Linked DNA regions of Anas platyrhynchos: region 1 is linked to region 2. Evidence: chromatin contacts called from public Hi-C data. All regions are on one chromosome and are shown on one strand. Each heading gives the region's core, a stretch centred on a gene start, on an enhancer-like site or on the middle of the called end of the contact. The rest is flanking DNA. Distances are from core to core; before and after follow the strand shown. Region 1 overlaps NCOR2 (nuclear receptor corepressor 2). Region 2 overlaps NCOR2 (nuclear receptor corepressor 2).

Evidence for each region. Hi-C and Micro-C count contacts between places; a contact is called where the count stands out from the background.
Region 1: a Hi-C map of liver shows a contact between it and region 2, with 2.6 times the contacts expected there. The contact joins two enhancer-like sites. A contact is called at or near these places in 2 of 8 Hi-C or Micro-C datasets (liver and skeletal muscle).

Annotation. Positions count from the first base shown.
Region 1 is chr16:3,984,252-3,987,953 of IASCAAS_PekinDuck_T2T, forward strand. All of the region lies in intron 1 of NCOR2 (nuclear receptor corepressor 2), which reads right to left. Among named protein-coding and RNA genes, the nearest start is that of NCOR2, 27 kb to the right of the region's middle. Within about 2 kb of position 2,445, at least 3 of the 8 cell types and tissues checked have an H3K27ac peak or open chromatin away from gene starts, as enhancers often do.
Region 2 is chr16:3,923,691-3,927,595 of IASCAAS_PekinDuck_T2T, forward strand. The region is part of intron 4 of NCOR2 (nuclear receptor corepressor 2); the gene reads right to left. Among named protein-coding and RNA genes, the nearest start is that of NCOR2, 88 kb to the right of the region's middle. Within about 2 kb of position 2,116, at least 7 of the 8 cell types and tissues checked have an H3K27ac peak or open chromatin away from gene starts, as enhancers often do.

The DNA of each region.
Region 1 (3,702 bases), core at 1,195-3,694, 61 kb after region 2:
TGTGCAGATCTGGCTGCCCTCTGACAACCTCCCCGGGGTGCTCCTTGGCTGCTCGTGGTGCCCGGTGTGTGCGGATGCCACGGGCAGGGACAGGAGCACGGCACCAGCAGAAGCGCGACGCGGAGATTAAAGACTTCTGGAGAGCACCGAGTGCATCAATCACACTGCTCCCCGAAATTCATTTTTCTCCGAAGTACCTGCTTGCCAGAGGGAAAAGCCTTCGGGGCTGAATTTAGTGCTCCATAAAAAGCCCAGATTAAGAGCTGCAGAGGCCGCTTCCTCCGGTCCTCCCCCAGCAGCAGCGACACGGAGCTGCTGCAGGGCAGCCTCTGCGTGCTGCCGAGGGGAAGCTGCCGGCACAAAGGGCTGGCACGGAGCACAGCCCGGTGCCCCAGCTACGCCTTGGCACCCCCAGCACCAACACTGAGCATCCCACCGCCGTTCCCAGCAGCGGGAGAGGCACCTGCCTGCATGGAGCTGGCCTCCTGCCACCCCACACAGCCCCCAGGTCGTAACGTGGAGCAGAGCCCATGGGCCAAAAAAGCAGAGCTGTTCTGCAGCACACAACGTCTCATGGCTCAGGAAATAACCAGCAGGTAAACACCGCCCAGCGAGCCATTCGCTCGCAGGCAAAACCTCTGCACATTTTTCCCCCGGCTCCCCAGTAACAAAGCCCTAAAACAGACCCAACAAACCTCCGCGGGGCCTGGCTGGGCTCGCTTTCACCACGAGCAAATCAATAGCTTCCCTCTATCTGCTCACGGGGGGAGGAGAAGGGGCCATTTCTTCTTTCCCAGCCAAGACATCTGCACAAGGCATCCAATGTGCCGTGAGCCAGGACCCCTAACGGGGAGAGCTGAAAGGAGCTGAAAGAGCCCTTTGGCACGGCGCAGCTGCCTCCTGCCCTCCCCGCTGCTGGCACTGCCAGAGCCTTTCATGGGGAAGGTTTTCGACCCCAAAACAGCCCCCCCGTGACCACCGGCAGCCCGGTGCTGGGTGCTGCTGGTTCGTGGGTGAGGTGGAAGAGGAAAACCGCCCCAAAATGCTGTAGGTAGGACACAAGGCTCCCACTCTGCCCAGGCAGAGCTGCTTGCTCGTGCCATGGAGCAGAAAAAAGGAGGCTCAGAGGCACTGAGGAGGAGGTGGATAGGAAGGAAAGGCAGGCCTGGCATTCAGGAGTCCCTGCTCGGGGAGGGGAGACGGCTTCACAAGTCCAGTCACCGGCCAGATGGAGAAAGCAGAGGGTTAGGCTCCACGCAACCCCGTGTTACAGCAGAGCTGTGTCAGTCAGACCAGGCTCTGCCTCGTTATCCGTCATGTTTACAGCACACGTGAAGGGTTTCTGAAGAGCAGATGCTTTTCAAGTTTAATAACTCAGCCATTTAGAACCGCGCAGTGAAAACCCCGCAGTGAAAACCCCGCACACGGAAAGGAACGCATGCAAAACAGCAGCCTTTTTTGTTGGTTTTCAACTTTCCTTTAAACAAACTACCAAGAATACCAAAAATATTTGGTTTTGAAGAACGCCAGGCGAGGAGGATGTCTAGAAGATTGAAAGCACAGAGAAGGAAAAACAAACACGAGGCGACCCTCAGACAGATCCTTGTGGGACAGCTTCCGAAAGCCACATGAATCAGGAGCGCAGGCTTCCCTCGAACAGCATCAATGGGCTGCGTCACCAGGGCTCCATCTCTGCCGCAGATCAAATGCCAGCCGAGCAGGAAGCAGCTGACACTCGGCTCAGCCCGATGACACACCGTGCCCTTTCCATTAAGGGGCTCCTCTGCTACAAGCAAACTCACGTCAGCGTTTTCTGTCCCTTGAAGGAGAAAGGCGAAGCTGGCATTTGTGCCTGCTGCTGTCCAGCCAGAGCTAGCGGGTCCCTGGATGCCTATACCCTCTCTGCAAGGATGCTGAGCAGCACCAGCACAGAATGGAAAGCCACAAAATACCCGATGGCTCGTCTTGGCTCCGGTACCATCTCCCTGTGTCAACTGGAACGCGCCGCTTCAGGTCTCCAAGCCTCAATTTCCCCGTCTATGAAAAAACAGCGAGCGAAACTTCACCGCTCAAAGAGTCAAATGGAAAACACCTGTAGAAGAGACTTCCCAAGCATAACGCGCGCTCTTTGTACTTGTTATGATCAGGGTTTGGGCTGGGAATTGTTCAGGGCATGAACTACCTGTGCCGGGGGCTGAGAGCAGGGCAGCGTGCTGGTAGCACTCGGGGCTCAGCATTATCCACACACCCACCTCATCACCGCACTCACTTGCACCACGAGTGGCTGCTCTCCGTTTACTCTCCCATAACCACACGAGCGTGGCGTTCAGAGCGCTGCGTTATCGCTACAGAGAAATTACTGTAGGGGACAAATTAATTACGTATGCAAAGCAGGCTGAGAATAGGCAGCAGCGCACTGTACCGCCGCGCTGTTAAACAAAGCCTCCAAGAGAACTTCCCTCGCGCGGAGGATTACAGATCCTACCCATAAAAGGCTCAAGTGTCCCTGCTTTATCTTCATTCCGTTTAAAAGGAAACAGACTTCCCTGAAAACCCGATATAAACACGCCTTTGCAGAGCGAATGCAAACAGATTAACGCACGCATCGGCAGCAGGCTGGAGGGGAGGCACAGACACATTCCTCCCGCTGCCTACACGCTCCGAGATCCTTCTCAGAACATTACAGAGCCTCATTAGCTAATGAACAACCCGGGTCCGTCGTCACACAACCCTCCTGCCTTGGTTTACAAACCCACCCCCAGGATTTTGGGGGCAGGATGCTCCTTGCTCCTCCGGAGCACGCACACGAGCGCGCCACGGCTCCGGCTCAGCGCTCGGCCGGCAGCTCCTGAGTCCCAGGGGAGCAGAGCTCCAGGTCTCAGCAGCCCGTGAAGCGTCTGTGCAGGCAGAAACCACCATAAATTGTTGGGTTTTTAAGTGCGTAGCACCGGCTGAGGGCTTTAACAAGCATCTACCAAAACGCTGCCCTGTCAAGTCCGGGAGCGTCAGCATTAAATCCTGGAAGCAGCCAAGACAGAAATGGCTCCAGAGGCAGACAAACGTGTCTCAGCGTTTTTCCCCGGCCTCACCCTTCTCCGTTAGCCAGCGCCTGTTTGCTTTTGCTTCTAAGCTTCACTCCCCTGCACAAAACCATCTGCTCCGGGAGGTATTTGCTCAGCCCACAAGTTTTCTGCATTTTTTCTGCAGGGCCCGCGAGTCGGGCGTTCCCAGCCCGGAGGCCCAGGCAATGAAAAATGACCTCGTTCCCGGCCTCCTCGGCAGCCCTGGCAGCCCTCACACACCCGGTCACCCGGGGAGGCCGTCTCACCGCGGTCGTCTCCTCCAGCACCCGGCTCCTGCTGCCTTTGCCAGGTTCCCCTTTTGGAGAAAAACGCCGGGATTCAGCCTGGACCTCGGGTGGGAAGTTCTGCCCGGTAGGAGAGGCAAATGGATCCTGGAACGGAGCAGGTGGGCTCTGCAGCAAGGGAAAAAGCCAAGTGATCTGAGCACGGTGGGGACAGATTTGCAAGGAACAGCACCCCAAATGAGAGCCCTTCACATCTCCAGTGGGCCAAGCTGCACCACCACAGCTCGGGGCAGAGCTGCGGGTGCATACGGCCTCTGCCCGTGGCCAAAATAAATCAGCAGGTGCATCACGGGGTGTCAGATACAGCCTCTCCTCCAGCCGAGGACCAGCGCAGG
Region 2 (3,905 bases), core at 866-3,365:
AGCAGGGAGCAGGAACAGGGCTCCCAAAAGGCTCCTGCAGTGCCCTTGGTGCATGGCAGGGGTAGGAGAGCAGGGGCTGGCCGAGCGCCCTCCCACCGCACCGCAGAGCTCCAGGAGCTTGTTGGAAATGGGGCTCTGCAAAATGGGCAGCCGGTGTGAAATTTGGCATGCACGGTGCTGGCTGCAACGCATCATTAAAAATGCATTTTAAACATGTTAATTCAGCCTTTTTTTTTTTTCCAATTAATTGCTTTTAAAGCTACATTAATGTGCATCAAAGCATAATGCCCTTTGCCCTAATTTCTGCTTGCCATATATATTTCCTGGCCTTGCTGCTGCCTGTTCCTCGAGTCCCACCTTCTCTTTTCCTATCCCAGCTTCCAGTGCACACCGCCACACAAACATTCATGCAGAAAGGGAAGAAATTAAAACCCTCCAACAATGTAAAGCCGAGCCTGAGCACCACCACCACACGGCCTGTTAACAGCCTTTTTCCACCGATAGCTGTTAACTCTTGTACAAAAGGGGGAAGTGGCATTGTCCCTGCTACAGACGGGGAAATCTGCGACACAGAAAGGGGAAGAGACTTACCCGGTGACCAGCGGCCTGCCAGGGCGGATGGCAGCGAGGTTCGGGTTTCCTGCACCCAGCCCCGTAGCCGTGATCCCACAGGGCTCCCCGGCAGCACGGCCCTGCCGGAGCAACGGGCTCCGAGAAGTGCAGCCAGCCAGCCTGGCGAGGGGACTACATGCAGATCACGCCTGACTCACATCCTATAGGAAGAGCAGCAAGCCACATACGTGGTAGAAAAGCAGTCTCAGAAATGGGAAGAGCAAGTGGAAGCGTAGAGGGAATAAAAAGAGGTGGAAGAGAAGGGAAGAAGCAGGACTGGCCCCCGGCTCTGCAGAGCAGCGAGCAGGCTCTGCGCGGCCAGGCGCAGCATGCGGAGCCGGGGCAGCACCGCCCGCAGCACCAGCACGCGCGGATGCACAGAGACAGGGCATCACGCAGACACACGGCTGGCCTGCTGGGGAGCAGCCGGCTCTGTTCTTATCTGGCGTTACGTGACAAAGGTCCGTGGCTTTGTTGGAGAATATGCAGACGCCACCGAGGGTCCTGGGAGCCAGCTCCAGCACCTCTGCCAAGAGCACGGCCGGCAAATCCGCGGCACGGCAGCTCTTCGGCAAGCTCTCAGTGATAGAAAAAGCAATTCTGCTTTACTTGTGCCTGGCTATTCTCAGCTAGCTCAAGGGAGCACCTATTCAGAGGCAACATCAGCCTATGCTAAGGTGGAAGGCATGGGGGGGATTTCATTTCTCGTCCCCCCACGCAGCCTGAGCTCACCTGGCTCCATCCAGCAGCAGCAGCACCGGGCTCCGTGCCCTGCAGCAACGTGACAGCCACCTCGCCTCCAGGGAAAGAGATGCTCAAGTGGGGAAAAGCAGGCAGGAAGACAGCCTTCTGATTCTGGCTTGAAAAGAAATACGAGTGCTCAAGGATATGAGCAAACCAAGGTTCACACGAGCAGGTAATGTCTTTCTGCTACAACTGCGACTTCGCTGTAAAGCTGCTGCTTTTGAGAGGCTCACTGCCCAAAGCACGCCTGTTTTCTCCAGACGTACGGAGCTGATCTAATAACAGACATTGCCTTCGCCTTACGAACCCATCCTTACTGCTGCTGTTATCCACAGCGGGGTAAAAGGGGCCTGGCTGTATTTGGGAAAGAGACAGATGAGGAAGTGATGAATAAAAGCCATAAAGGGTCTACTTCTTTTCTGGGGGTGTTAATGGGAAAAACTCCAGAATCTGTTACCAGGATTTGCCACGTCAATTACTTTGTTAGTGTTCACAGCACAGCTCATGGCCTAAACCAACGGCCGAGGCCGGTAAGCCCAAAAAAAAAAGGCAGAAACCCCCCATAAAAACGGTGCTGGCTGGGGAGCGCTCTGCTGGGCAACATTTAGCTCCATCCCTAAAACCACCACAAAGAGCACTCCTGGCACCGAGGAACAAACGGAGCTCCTCACAACGCCGTGACTGCAGCACCGTGGAATGGGGTGAGGGGTAAGCGGATGACTCCTAGGACACTGTTTAAGTAAGCACCAGTGTGTTTGGTAATACTCGCCTCACGTGGTGCGTTTTACCCCAAGAGCTCAAACAGTTTGCAAAGCTGCCCTAGATAAAGAATCGACTGCCTCCGTCACGCACTGAGTCAGCAGCGGAGGCAGGAATAGCACCTCTCTCTCTCTCTCTCTGTTCCAGGCTGCATGCTCCCATCTCTGATCCAGGCATCCTGCATCTGCTCCGACCACCGTGCAGCTCGCAGGGCTGTGCCAGCCCTCCAGCAACACCCCGTGCCCACAGGGAGGGAGCGAAGCTCATGGAAGGACCCCGAGAGCAGGTGGATGGGATGAGAGAGCAGGGAGATGAAGGTGCTGCTAGAAGCAAAGCGAGGCCCAGCGTCTGCTGGAGGAGGCAGAGTAGCTGCTGGAAGGGAGGCACCGTGCTGCCTCGTTTTAGGAGGTCACACAGACACGCAGAGCGACTAATAGCAGTGATGGAGACCTGCGCAGCTGCTCATCAGGTCCTTATCAGCTATTGCTGCTGCTGGCTGAGCACGGAGGCAAAAAGGAGATTTAGACGTGTAAACAGCCCAGATATGCACGCGTCCAGAGCTCACGGCCAAGGATCGGTCCCAGTTCTCAACCCTTCCCCTGGACGAGCACACCGAGAACACGTCCCTCAAACAGGCTCAGAGTGATGCACGGATTAACTGCATGAGCTTTATCACAACCCTCATGTCCACAAGCAGTTTGTAAGGATGGCTGCTCAGTAATGAAGCCAGAAGACTGCTAATAACCCAACTTCCAAAGCTGCGAAGGCAGCGAGACCTTCCGAGGGGTGGTCCTGCACCCCAGGCTTGCCTGCTGCTCCCAGCCACTTAACAGCACCGAGATCAGCCTGGTCTCACAGCATCCACAGTTAAACTCACTCTGGAAACAGCCCTGCCAGTTCCGAGCTCCACTCAGACGCTTCCCAATCATTTTTTCCTCTTCCCAGACTTAGAAATTACAAATGACTCCGCTAAAAGCATAATCTTGTCCTGCTGAATTGTCTCGCCCAGCTTTCTCTCTCTCTTTCATTAACAAATGTTTTAAGCCCCATAAAATGCATGTAATTCTTGGAAATGTGTCACAGACCAAGAAGTAAATGCAGCCCCTCAACTCGGCAACTAATGCCTCAAGAGTGGCTTTGCCTATTAGGAACAAATAGCTGAGACAATACGTGGTTTTCCGGTGAGAAGCAGCACAGAACTGCTGATGGAAATAATGTGCAGACAGAAAAGCTGTCCTGGTTTCCTCACGTCTTTGGAGAGAGGATATTTTTTTGTCTCATGGCCAACAGTTTATTCTCCCCATCAGCCACCCAGCCCAGCATCCGCAGAGAACGCTCCCCGGTTCAGCGCCACCGCGGTGCGGCTCGCGGCGAGGGGCAGCAGGCTCCCAGCTGGGCTCGGCACCGCCTCATCAAGATGCAGCTCCGAGGGAGCAGCAAAAACGGAACGGAAAAGGGCCACGGCCCCTCAGAGGCATCTTTTCCAAGGCAACACGCTATCGAGAGCGAAAGGAGGGAGAGCTGAAGTGTCTGGTGCGTTTTTCATTTCGCGGTTCAAACGCGGCTCTTCGGCGGCAGCAGCTCGGCCACCGCAGCCTTCTCCTCCGAGGAATCTGCCCACACCTCCCTCAGAATCCGAATCGCCCCTATTTTCCCCAGGTTAAACCTCCTTCTCACTCAGGACAGCCTCACATCATGCCCACCAACCCCGTTAGGGGAGAAGTCTGAATATCCTGGCACTGCCAAGCAGAGCTGCGTGCCCACAGGTTACTGCAGCAGCTCCCGCGGTG